2 separate regions of the Mus musculus genome follow, and region 2 is linked to region 1. A link is a contact called in public promoter capture Hi-C data. All regions are on one chromosome and are shown on one strand. The core of a region is the stretch at or near the end of the contact, and the rest is flanking DNA. Distances in the headings are between cores, read along the strand shown. Region 1 overlaps C2cd5 (C2 calcium-dependent domain containing 5). Region 2 holds the start of Etfrf1 (electron transfer flavoprotein regulatory factor 1).

What was found. Promoter capture Hi-C pulls out the DNA fragments that hold promoters and counts their contacts.
Region 2: a promoter capture Hi-C map of the C10 cell line shows a contact between it and region 1, with 5 times the contacts expected there. The contact joins the promoter of Etfrf1 here to the enhancer-like site in region 1. A contact is called at or near these places in 5 of 39 promoter capture datasets (the C10 cell line, embryonic stem cells, hippocampal neurons and 2 more).

The regions. Positions count from the first base shown.
Region 1 is chr6:143,055,727-143,060,852 of GRCm38.p6, forward strand. C2cd5 (C2 calcium-dependent domain containing 5) reads right to left here. Exons shown (of 29, transcript NM_001362113.1): 12 at 3,420-3,485. Among named protein-coding and RNA genes, the nearest start is that of C2cd5, 42 kb to the right of the region's middle. Within about 2 kb of position 2,190, at least 17 of the 459 cell types and tissues checked have an H3K27ac peak or open chromatin away from gene starts, as enhancers often do.
Region 2 is chr6:145,208,044-145,213,169 of GRCm38.p6, forward strand. Etfrf1 (electron transfer flavoprotein regulatory factor 1) reads left to right here and starts at 3,104. Exons shown (of 3, transcript NM_133688.3): 1 at 3,104-3,209. Casc1 (cancer susceptibility candidate 1) reads right to left here and starts at 2,927. Exons shown (of 16, transcript NM_177222.4): 1 at 2,764-2,927; 2 at 378-395. The coding sequence starts at 2,766.

The DNA of each region.
Region 1 (5,126 bases), core at 940-3,439:
CAGGCCTGCCACATTCACCAGCAAACCCATGTCCATCATCCACGGTTAAGTGTAAGTCCCAAAGCCAGGTCATGTAGGCTTTGATTGTGGTTTGGTTATGTTTTCCTGACACCTTAAGGAAACCACTGTTTTGTTTTGTTCACCCACACAATAGGATTGGAGTCTCCCTCTAAGATCTGAGACTCGAATGACCCGCTACTGGAAAGCATCCAGATACGTTCAAGCCTCTTCAGCTCATCTCCAGCTCTGCAGAGAGGCAGTGTCTGCCAGGAAGACCCAAGGCATGTTGTCACGATCTCATCACAGCCCTGGGTGTCACACAAAGAACAGTAACACTTCAGGCTCCTTTACAGATGCTTATGTCCTCCTGATTTTCTCAAATTTTGTTCTCAGAACAGAAAAATGAGAAAACAGAAAGTCACATCACAATCAATTCTCAGATTCCTGGGACGGATTCGCTCCTTCCTAGTGCATAAAACGTCCCATCACTGTGGTCAACATGGGACCAGATGGCTAGAACAAAAGCAATGGGCAGGAGGACTCAGTCACGGAACACTTTGTGGTCTATAAAGTAGCTATCCAACTAACAGAGAAGCACTGCCTCAGACTGACTCACAAATGCTAGAGGTTTGGGACACAATAGAATATGCATTCATACAGCATTAAGTATCTTACTGAAAGATTAGAAACCTATGAAAATCTGATATGCACAGCCTTCAAAAATTAGCTTAAGAATCAGAACAGACACCAACATGGTTGGTTAATCATGCCTGCTTCCACACTGTATACAACACAGTAAAACATTTAATACTTTTTTACGGAAGTCTAGCACCTAACAAGTGTTTCTCATTCTGAATTCTGTGTGTGTGTGTGTGTGTGTGTGTGTGTGTGTGTGTGTGTGTGTTCCTGGATAACTATTATCAAACTAAGGCCACAATTACTCACAGTGTCACAGAACTCAAGAAATGAAGTATGTGCTAAACATAATATTAATCACTATTTTTCTTACTAATAAGGGTCAAATCTTTGTTTGCCTAGGTTCTTTTTTTTTTTTTTTTTTAACGTTTGTGTTTAGGTGTTTGCCTGTATTTCTGGCTACCATGTGCATGCAGTACCTGTGAAGGCTAGAAGGCAGCACTGGATCCCCTGGAGTTGGAATTAGCGACAGCTATGAGCTGCCATGCGGTTGCGGGAATTGAGCCTGGGGCCTGTGAAAGAGCAGTCAGTGCTCATAACCACTGACCCATTCTCCAGCTCGAAGCATGGTCAATTCTTGACATTTTGATATTATGGGACAGCAATGGCAGGATACCTCCAAATTCAGAGGATATGTAAAAATTATTTGAATATATTCACCAAACATATCACATTTTCTTCAGAATTTTCGAGTCCTTTTTCTAACCTCGGATTGCACTCAACCTTATTTCAGTCGCAGGATGACACTATGAGTACTCGCCATCCTCATCCTGTAACCATCCTGTATGTCTGGCTGCCCTGTGTATGTCTAGCCGTCCTGTATGTCTGGCTGCCCTGTGTATGTCTAGCCGTCCTGTATGTCTGGCTGCCCTGTGTATGTCTAGCCGTCCTGTATGTCTGGCTGCCCTGTGTATGTCTAGCCGTCCTGTATGTCTGGCTGCCCTGTGTATGTCTAGCCGTCCTGTATGTCTGGCTGCCCTGTGTATGTCTAGCCGTCCTGTATGTCTGGCTGCCCTGTGTATGTCTAGCCGTCCTGTATGTCTGGCTGCCCTGTGTATGTCTAGCCGTCCTGTATGTCTGGCTGCCCTGTGTATGTCTAGCCGTCCTGTATGTCTGGCTGCCCTGTGTATGTCTAGCCGTCCTGTATGTCTGGCTGCCCTGTGTATGTCTAGCCGTCCTGTATGTCTGGCTGCCCTGTGTATGTCTAGCCGTCCTGTATGTCTGGCTGCCCTGTGTATGTCTAGCCGTCCTGTATGTCTGGCTGTCCTGTGTATGTCTAGCCATCCTGTACCGTATCTGGCTCACTGCTCACCCAGCCGTCTGCCATCAGAGTCTCACTCCTCCTCAGCACATGGCTCCCTACCCACGTCTCTTCTGCACACTTCCCATCTGATATTACTTTCAGTGATGGCAAGATATACTGCTTCCTCAACCATGTCTCTCCTGGCCAAACTGCTGCCCTGCTTGCCTGGGACAGTGTTCTTGTGTCTGGGAATTTAACTTCTGCACTTTCCTTTTATAAAACATTTCTGTCACCTGGCCAACTACCACACTCTACAAGTGGCTGATCTACAAGATTTTACTTCCTTAAGTTGTTAGTGACCAATCATTTTTATGCACAACCTATTTTTCTAATTGCACCAAGCTAACCATGTATTGGAATACAGTCTCACTTTATAAAACAAATCTAATAGGGTACGTTTCATTTTTCACCAAAAAGAAAAAAGGCAGTACCTCGAACACAGCCCTTTTCACTTTAACAAATGTCAGCACAGTGGTAAGACCCTGTCTTGAATACAAAGGCAATTCCCCTAAAGAGTCTGGAACTGAGACCACTTTGCATTTGTACTGACAAAGCCACATCAGGAACACGACTCCCTTCAGAGTCGGTCAAGGGCCACCAGAGCTCACAACTCTGACCGATGCTTACACACACTGTAAGATTCCTGAAAATGCTGAGCCCTTTGGTGCTTTTGTTTGGCTATAAGATATGCTGAGACAAGGGACTAAAAAAAATCCTTTAAATATCCACTTTAGTGTTTAATTAAAATAGAAGTTTTAATTCCAAAAATAATTTTAGATATGTATATTAGTAGAAATATGCTTTTCAAAAGAAGCTAACTGGCCTTACTAAAACACATCATCAGCTGTAAAGTTTTGGTTTGTTTCATGTTAATGGATACAGACTATATTCAAATTACTTATAAAGAAAAACTGGAAATCTCATGTGGAAAGAGGAAAGCTTATAGATAGTTAATTGTCCTGAAGAAAACTGTCCTGCTATGAAATTTTGGAACATTTCTAGCATTATATATGAGAATGCTAGGAGTCTCATTTCCTGGTCATTTAAAAGACAATAAATACTATTAAGGCTTACCGAGCAGTTTAAGCGTGCTTTAAGGTTTATCAGGCTGGTTGTTTAATGTATTTAACAAATGCTGCTTAATGATAAAGCTAATGCCTGTATCACTTACCAGATATGAAAACACTGGCCAAATGCATAAATAGAATTTAATTATATTCTGAAAGTTAGTCACATAAGCAAAGTCATTCATAATTTATGGTATGGTTTTGATTCATTTAGCACATGCATTTCCATGCAAATTACAAGCTGTGACATAACTATCACAGAATGATCTAGTTAATCTATAATGTCTCTAAAACCTCACTGAGCTGCCATAATTTCTGTCAGCATATGTAATACTGAATGACCATTAAAATACCTGAATTGAAACTATTCCAGTCTAGCAGTTTGTAAGATCTTGTGTTACCCATAATTCCGACAAAGGCTGAGTTCAAAACAGCAAATTAGTTGATCAGTTTTAGGTGCAGAATAGTAGGAATCAAACAAACAAACAAAAGAAAACTACAGACAAGAACACAATTGACACCAGCACTTGACAGGAACTGGAAGACAGAGACAGCAGAGTTAATAAGGAATAGAGACAGGCAGGACGAGCAGCTACAGTCCTCGCATTAACTCCTCTGGCTACTTGGTCATCGTACGCTTGAACCCACTCCTGTCTCTCCCTGTTCATGCTTCTGTTGTCCTGGGATTTAGCAAAGAAAGAAGTGCTAAGAACTCTGAAATAATCACCAGTAGTTAGAACTAGTGGCAATGGTTTGAAAATAAGAATGTCTCCTTTTTCTGCTGAAAACAAAATTAAAATGTTTCATATTCACTAGTCAAAAGATAGCTGCTGGGAAACACAGCCTATGTATTCTGACCATCATCAAGTCTCTCTCAGCACAGTAGCAGTGCTGACTCCCAGTGCTCAGAGGTTGTCCAGGTGCTCCTAGGGATAATATCCAGCTTTGTTCACCAGGAAAATTACTCAAGGGACTTGGAGAAGCTGTTAAGCATTTTAGTGCCTAATTTATACACAAAAGAATCCAAAAAGCACTTATTTAAATCAAAATAAGACATTAGAGCCACAGAATATACACTTGGTAAGTATTTGACTGAAAATAAAGCAAACTAAAAATGCAACTCCACAGCATTTCAAAGTATTTACATATAAACTACTGTACACTCGCCCTGGGGATGATACAGTAACAGTAACTGAAAAGTAACTGTCCTTGCTATGCAGGACAGACAGCTCCTCTGAAAGGGTGAGCTGCTGGTTACAGCACACAACCCATTCTGGAACACCCTCTCTCTGGGCTCTGTGTGCTGCTGGTTACAGCACACAACCCACTCTGTGAGCACCCTCTCTCTGGGCTCTGTGTGCTGCTGGTTACAGCACACAACTCATTCTCTGAGCACCCTCTCTCTGGGCTCTTAGGTTGTTGTATGGCTGGAATGAACTGGTAAGTAGAAGAAACTCTCAAGGAGAAGAGTTTGTAAAAATTAAGAACCTTTTTAGATATTTATCCCCATTTAAAGCTAATTTAAACAATGTTTATTTGTCTGCCCAGGCTCTAAAGTTTATCTGTTTGGAAGTACCAAAAGGAAAGAGGACATCCCTTAAATACATTTCTAGAACTACTTTGTACAGTGTCCTATCAGCAGGCGCCCTCAGAACCTGAGTCACTCATCCATAGAAGGCACAGGGCTCAGGCTTCGCTGATCAGTCTCTCCTCACCCACCTCCTACATGAACTGAATGAGCTACCCAGCAGCAGTCAAACTGCCCTGTAAGTGCTACAGTGTACAAATACGATGAGGAAAATGAGAGCTTAAACTAACCATAAAAATAAAGGAATGGGGAAAATAAACCAAATCAAAACAAAATACTGGAGCTGAAGTTATATATTTGCTCACTCTAGAGCTAAACAAACATGACTAGCATGGACTTTCTCAAGTCTCATTAGCAGTCAGAAGAACTCCATTCTGATTCTCAAGTCAAATCGAGTCACAGAGCACCGATTAAACTTAAATGTGAAAATGAGTAATCCTGTTATACTTAAAAGCACTGCCGGCAACGTTTT
Region 2 (5,126 bases), core at 1,854-4,353, 2.2 Mb after region 1:
CAAGTGTGCTAGCTGAAGGTCCTGTTTTAGTCACAGGAGGACTGTAACTATGGCTTATGTTTATCTGAAATAGAGAAAAGGAAGGACTAACCTAACATATTCTACAGTAGAAGAAAAAGGTGAAGCCTCATAGCCAGACACCGGTCAGCACTAAATGCAATCTATATGTTTTCAAACTAGAAATACCATCAAATGGGAAACACATCTGTAACTATGAAGAATTATCCAATGATGTAAATAACATTATTATCTAAAAGGTGAGTAGCAAATTCGATAAACTATAACTAACTAGAAAATTATTATAAAATTCCAAAAGATATTCATTTGTACAGTATGATCATAAAACTATTTATTTTGAAAACATAATTTCTACATACCTTTTTTGATTTGGGAGCCTAAAAAGTTGGAAAACAAAAGAATTGACACATTTTAAAACAGTATTCAGATACTTTCAACAGAGCATCACAAAATACATTAATTAGGAGAAGCTAGAGAAGAGCCCGAGGGAATTTCCTTTGTGCCTCCATTGCAACTTTTCTGTGACTCTTTGGCTACCTTAAACTGAAAAAATACTATAAAAAGAAGTCAGAACAAACTGAAAACACAGGCAAGAAAACCCACAAGATTTCTCACGAAGCATCTTTTTGAGTTAGTCAATACAATTTCCTATATCAATGAGTCTGTGATAGGAGAGCAAGCTAAAAAAGGACTGGTTGAAAAGATGCCCTAAATCTCCACGCATTACTGACTATTGATACTATTTCAAATTTGCAGATGTAGCGGCTGTCTAAAAGAAACCTTTCTATTACATAAGATTGATAGTATTTTTTTTTAAAAATGGGGAGAGAATCAGTTTCTTCAAGTTTGCCAATTAACGATGAAGTGAAGACTGCCCAGCCACATGATTTACAGTCAGTCTGCTCTTTTTGGAAAGCTCTGTCCTTCAATACTGATTTACAAGTACAGGTATTTCCCGTGATGCTATTCGTAAACTCCTGAGAAGGCCTGTGTGCCCATCAGCTCTCTGGTAAAGAACCTGTAAGAGGCCGTCTGAGTGTAAATTACACAGTTTACATATCTGAAGAGCTGCACATAGGAAGGGCTGGTTCGAGCCATGGGAACATCATTCTAAAATGCCAGTGCCAAATTTGGCACACAGTAAATGAGATTTAGACGACATCTTCCTGCAAGGTGCACACATTTCAGAAATTCTCTCCATAAATATTCATCAGGGAGAGAGCAACGAGGGAGGCTTTGCTCTCATGTGATTTTTACAAATAATTTTTATCCTGGCTGTAGTATTCCCTGACACATTGTTAACATATTTCCATCTTGAAACAAATACTGTATGGTAGGCTATGTAAATATCCTCCTCAAAGAGCATATCCTAAAGATGATGGGCACATTTTTATCCCTCACTAGTATTTCTAACATGAAACAGGTGTGGGGAAAGTCCTATCTTTATCCTTCACATAAACATAAGAGCCATCAGTAGTAAAACTTTTCAACGTTCAAGTGGCAAAGGACTTCCTGACAAGCTTTTTGAGAAATTTGTCCTCTTGGACTTACAGTATAGTTGCTTCCCTTCCTGAATTGTATACTTCCTTAGATTGTGGGGTTGAATTATGCATTTTCAAATTCATATACTAAAATCTTAACTTCTTGTGTGTTAGCGTTTGACCTGCTTATGAAAAGGGTCTGTAATTATTTCACCCAATTAAGAAGAGCTGATACTGGAACTGGACAGGCCTCTGGCTCAATATGGCTGGTACAGGTTACAAAGAGGAATCTTGGATACAGACCCTCATGAAGAAAATAAGCATCGTATGAAAAAAATGAGTTTACACTGCTACACACTAAAGAACTATTTAGAAGTAGAAGAGAGATCTGAATAAATCCCTGCCCCCATGCTGACACCCTGACCCCAGATGTTCAGTCTCCAGAATGGTGAGGTAAGCAGTTTCTACTGTTTAAGCAAACATGTTTATGGTACTTTGTTTCCTGGAAGCCCCATGATACAGTTAGGTTTGAAGCTGCAACCTCCTGGAATCTACATTTTAAATATTCCCCCAAATGGCTTGGAAGTCTTTGAGAAACAGTGCTATGTAGATAGGAAAAAGAAATTAAATCCACCTTTCGATGTAGCAAATACGTGCTTGTTCTTGTAATTTGCCAGCAGTCTTAACTTGGCTGATGACCCATTGGGGGTCTTGCCAGGGGAGGCCTTCACTACCCATTTCTTCCCACCACTTACAGAAAATACATACTTATATCTTAAAAGAGACTGAAAAGCACCAATCTTTTCTTCTCTCCTACCCTTAATAGCTTGATTACTCCGCTTTAGATACACCAGCTGTTACCTTGGTAAAGCTTGTGTCTGATATTCTGCTTAACTGACAGAGCCGGAGGGCTGTAATATTCTCCTTTGTGTGTCTCTGGCTTCCAGCCAGCAAACACAAATAATGCACTCTGAATCTCCCCTCAACGAGTGTGATAATTGATGATCTCTTGATGGAGAATGGGAAACAACACACGAAATTTGCTCCATATTGTTCTGCGTTGGAATGAAAACTTTTCTGACAAGGCAGTCAGAGCCAAAGTGGGAATGTACATCACCGGAAGCTAGTAAAGTTTAGTCACTGCAAAGATCTGGATCTCGCCACCTCTGGATCGCACTGCCCCTGTCTGCCTGCCCTCCCTCGACAGCGCTGAAGTGGAATCCGCACTTGCCCCTTTCCTGTCTCCCTCACTTTCCTGGCTTACCATGACAGAAGCAGGAACTTTGCTTAGGGATAAGTGAACTCTGCAGAGCAGGAACGCTCACGGTTGTCAAGACGACAGGCCACGCCCACTCACAACTCCCAGTGTTTTGCGAAGGACAACCTGCGCAATCGCACTGTAGTCTTCCGGTGAGTACTGCCCAAGTCGTAGACTGGTTACACAAGCCACACTTCCCACATAAGGTACGCCCACATCGCGGCTTTTACCTAATCCCGCCCATTTCCGCCTGATGCCCCGCCCCAGCAAAGAAAGCGGCCTCGAGTCCCATACACTGCTGCCTGTAGTCCCGCCCTGAGCCCACCCCCGCCTCTCAGCTCCGCCCACTTCCGGCAGACGGTCGGAGCATTTACGGCCGTGGTGCCGCAAAGCGCTGGAGTGAGGCGGTCTGAGCAAGCTGTCGTCTGGACCCCAGACCTGCTGGTGGTGAAGTATGCCTTAGGCGAGGGCTTCCGGGCGTGGGGAGAGCTGCGTCTCACACTGAAACGCAGGCTGACCTGGAACTCGCGGGCATCCCTCAGCTTCCTCCTGAGAGCTGGGGTTATAGCCGAGGCCCGCCACGGCCAGCCTTGTAAAAAGGTTTCTTCCTCGCTTCTTTTGCGTCTGGACGAGCCCTTCCCGGGGGATCTGGGGAATGGCGCCAGCTCACGACTAGGTGAAGCCATAGGTTCCGGGCGGGTCCCCCAGGGAGTCATCTGGCCACAAAGGCGAGCTCCAAGAGGGTCGCTACCTTGATATTAAAGTAGTACAGATTCTTCACTGATCGTGGGAGTTTAGTTTCTATGCAAAGCATTCGCCCTTCTCAAGAGCTGCTCACACACTAGTTTAACGTGACTTCTAAGAACCAGTAAGCCATTGTTGTCCCAAGGTCACGGAGCGCTGTACTGTTGTGGCAGCCTGCAGAATTTCAGCCCTTCTCCATAAGAAAAGGCACTTGAGACGTAGAGGAATGGAGACAGTTCTTTAACCCAACCCCAGCTTACGGCCCGTCTAACCCAAGATAGAGTACTAATGCTCTGTCCCTTACATAAACTAAATGTTCTGTTCAGTAGGACTGACAGCTAGTTTTTGTGGGTTAAGGTCATTGGTTGCACAACACTTAAGACCTTACTGCCCTCCGAACCTTGGTAATGAGATAAAAACTTAACACCTACTGCATATAAATTCAAATTTGTTTTATCTTAGCTGTTGAGGTATGGAAGGTAGCCTTTGTTTTGAATTATTCAACAAAGCAACTACTAGTGTTTAGTGACAGAAAACCTCAGACTAAACTAGGAAGTGGTGTGGAAGTACAGTAATTAACATGGTGACTCAGGAGAAATGGCCTTACTCAAAATCACTGTGTCATTATCAACTTCTCTCCTAAGAGGAAAACTAATAGTAGAGATGTGTTAGATCCCATGGTTCAAGACTCTGTGCATGCTTTTTTGAGTTTTGATGTCCTCTAGTCCCTGGGCAGGATTTGTGAGTAATAAGAGGGCTGCTTTCTGGCATCTCTTCATCTTGACACGGGTTGTACTAGCCCCTCTCTCCTGTCATGTACCTGTACCATCTAAAGGCGTATGGTCGCACAACCTCTGGTATGGGGAAATCTGACAGGACAGTTTTCCAGTACAGTCTGAAGGAATACTGAGTCTAGTTCACTAGACCACTGAAACAATACACTGCCGTCTCCATTTCCTTCAGCTTTTTTTTTTTTTTTTTTGGTCACTTGAACATCATGGGGCAGAATAACATCATTGGGCATCAAGCCCCTATTAGAAATAATAGTGTCCTACTAAAATGACAACGCCATCATTCCTTTACTCAAAGTCCCCAGGGAGAAAGGACTTACAGCTCCTCCTTGCACATATCCATGTTCCTGGAATAGCCCGTGACTTTGAGCCATGCACTCATCCAACTTTGATAACTTCCAGGACTCCATGCAGGTCTCTGCAGCAATTAAGTTGTTTTCTAGTTTGCAAACTAAAGGTTTTTCCCAGCAGCAAAAATAAACTAAAAATTCCTGAAAATCAACTGTATCATAAATTACCATCAAAGTGCATGGGGCAGGGGTAGGCGAATCTTTTATTACTCATACTCTGTGGGAAAAGCAATTGGGAAGGAGAACTAAGGCAGGTCTCTAAAAGCTTTCACAAGTTACAAATGCCAAGTTTTATCTATATAATAATTTCAAGCCACATAGTTTTAAGTCATTCTTCAACAAGGTATACCATCCTGGTATTATATTACTCCTCCCCTCTCTCCCTACTCCCACTGTTAATATTATTAGTTAAACACACCTGTTAAATTACCTTTCAGTATTACACTAAATCTTCAGGGAAAGAAAACAAACCATGAAATTAAAA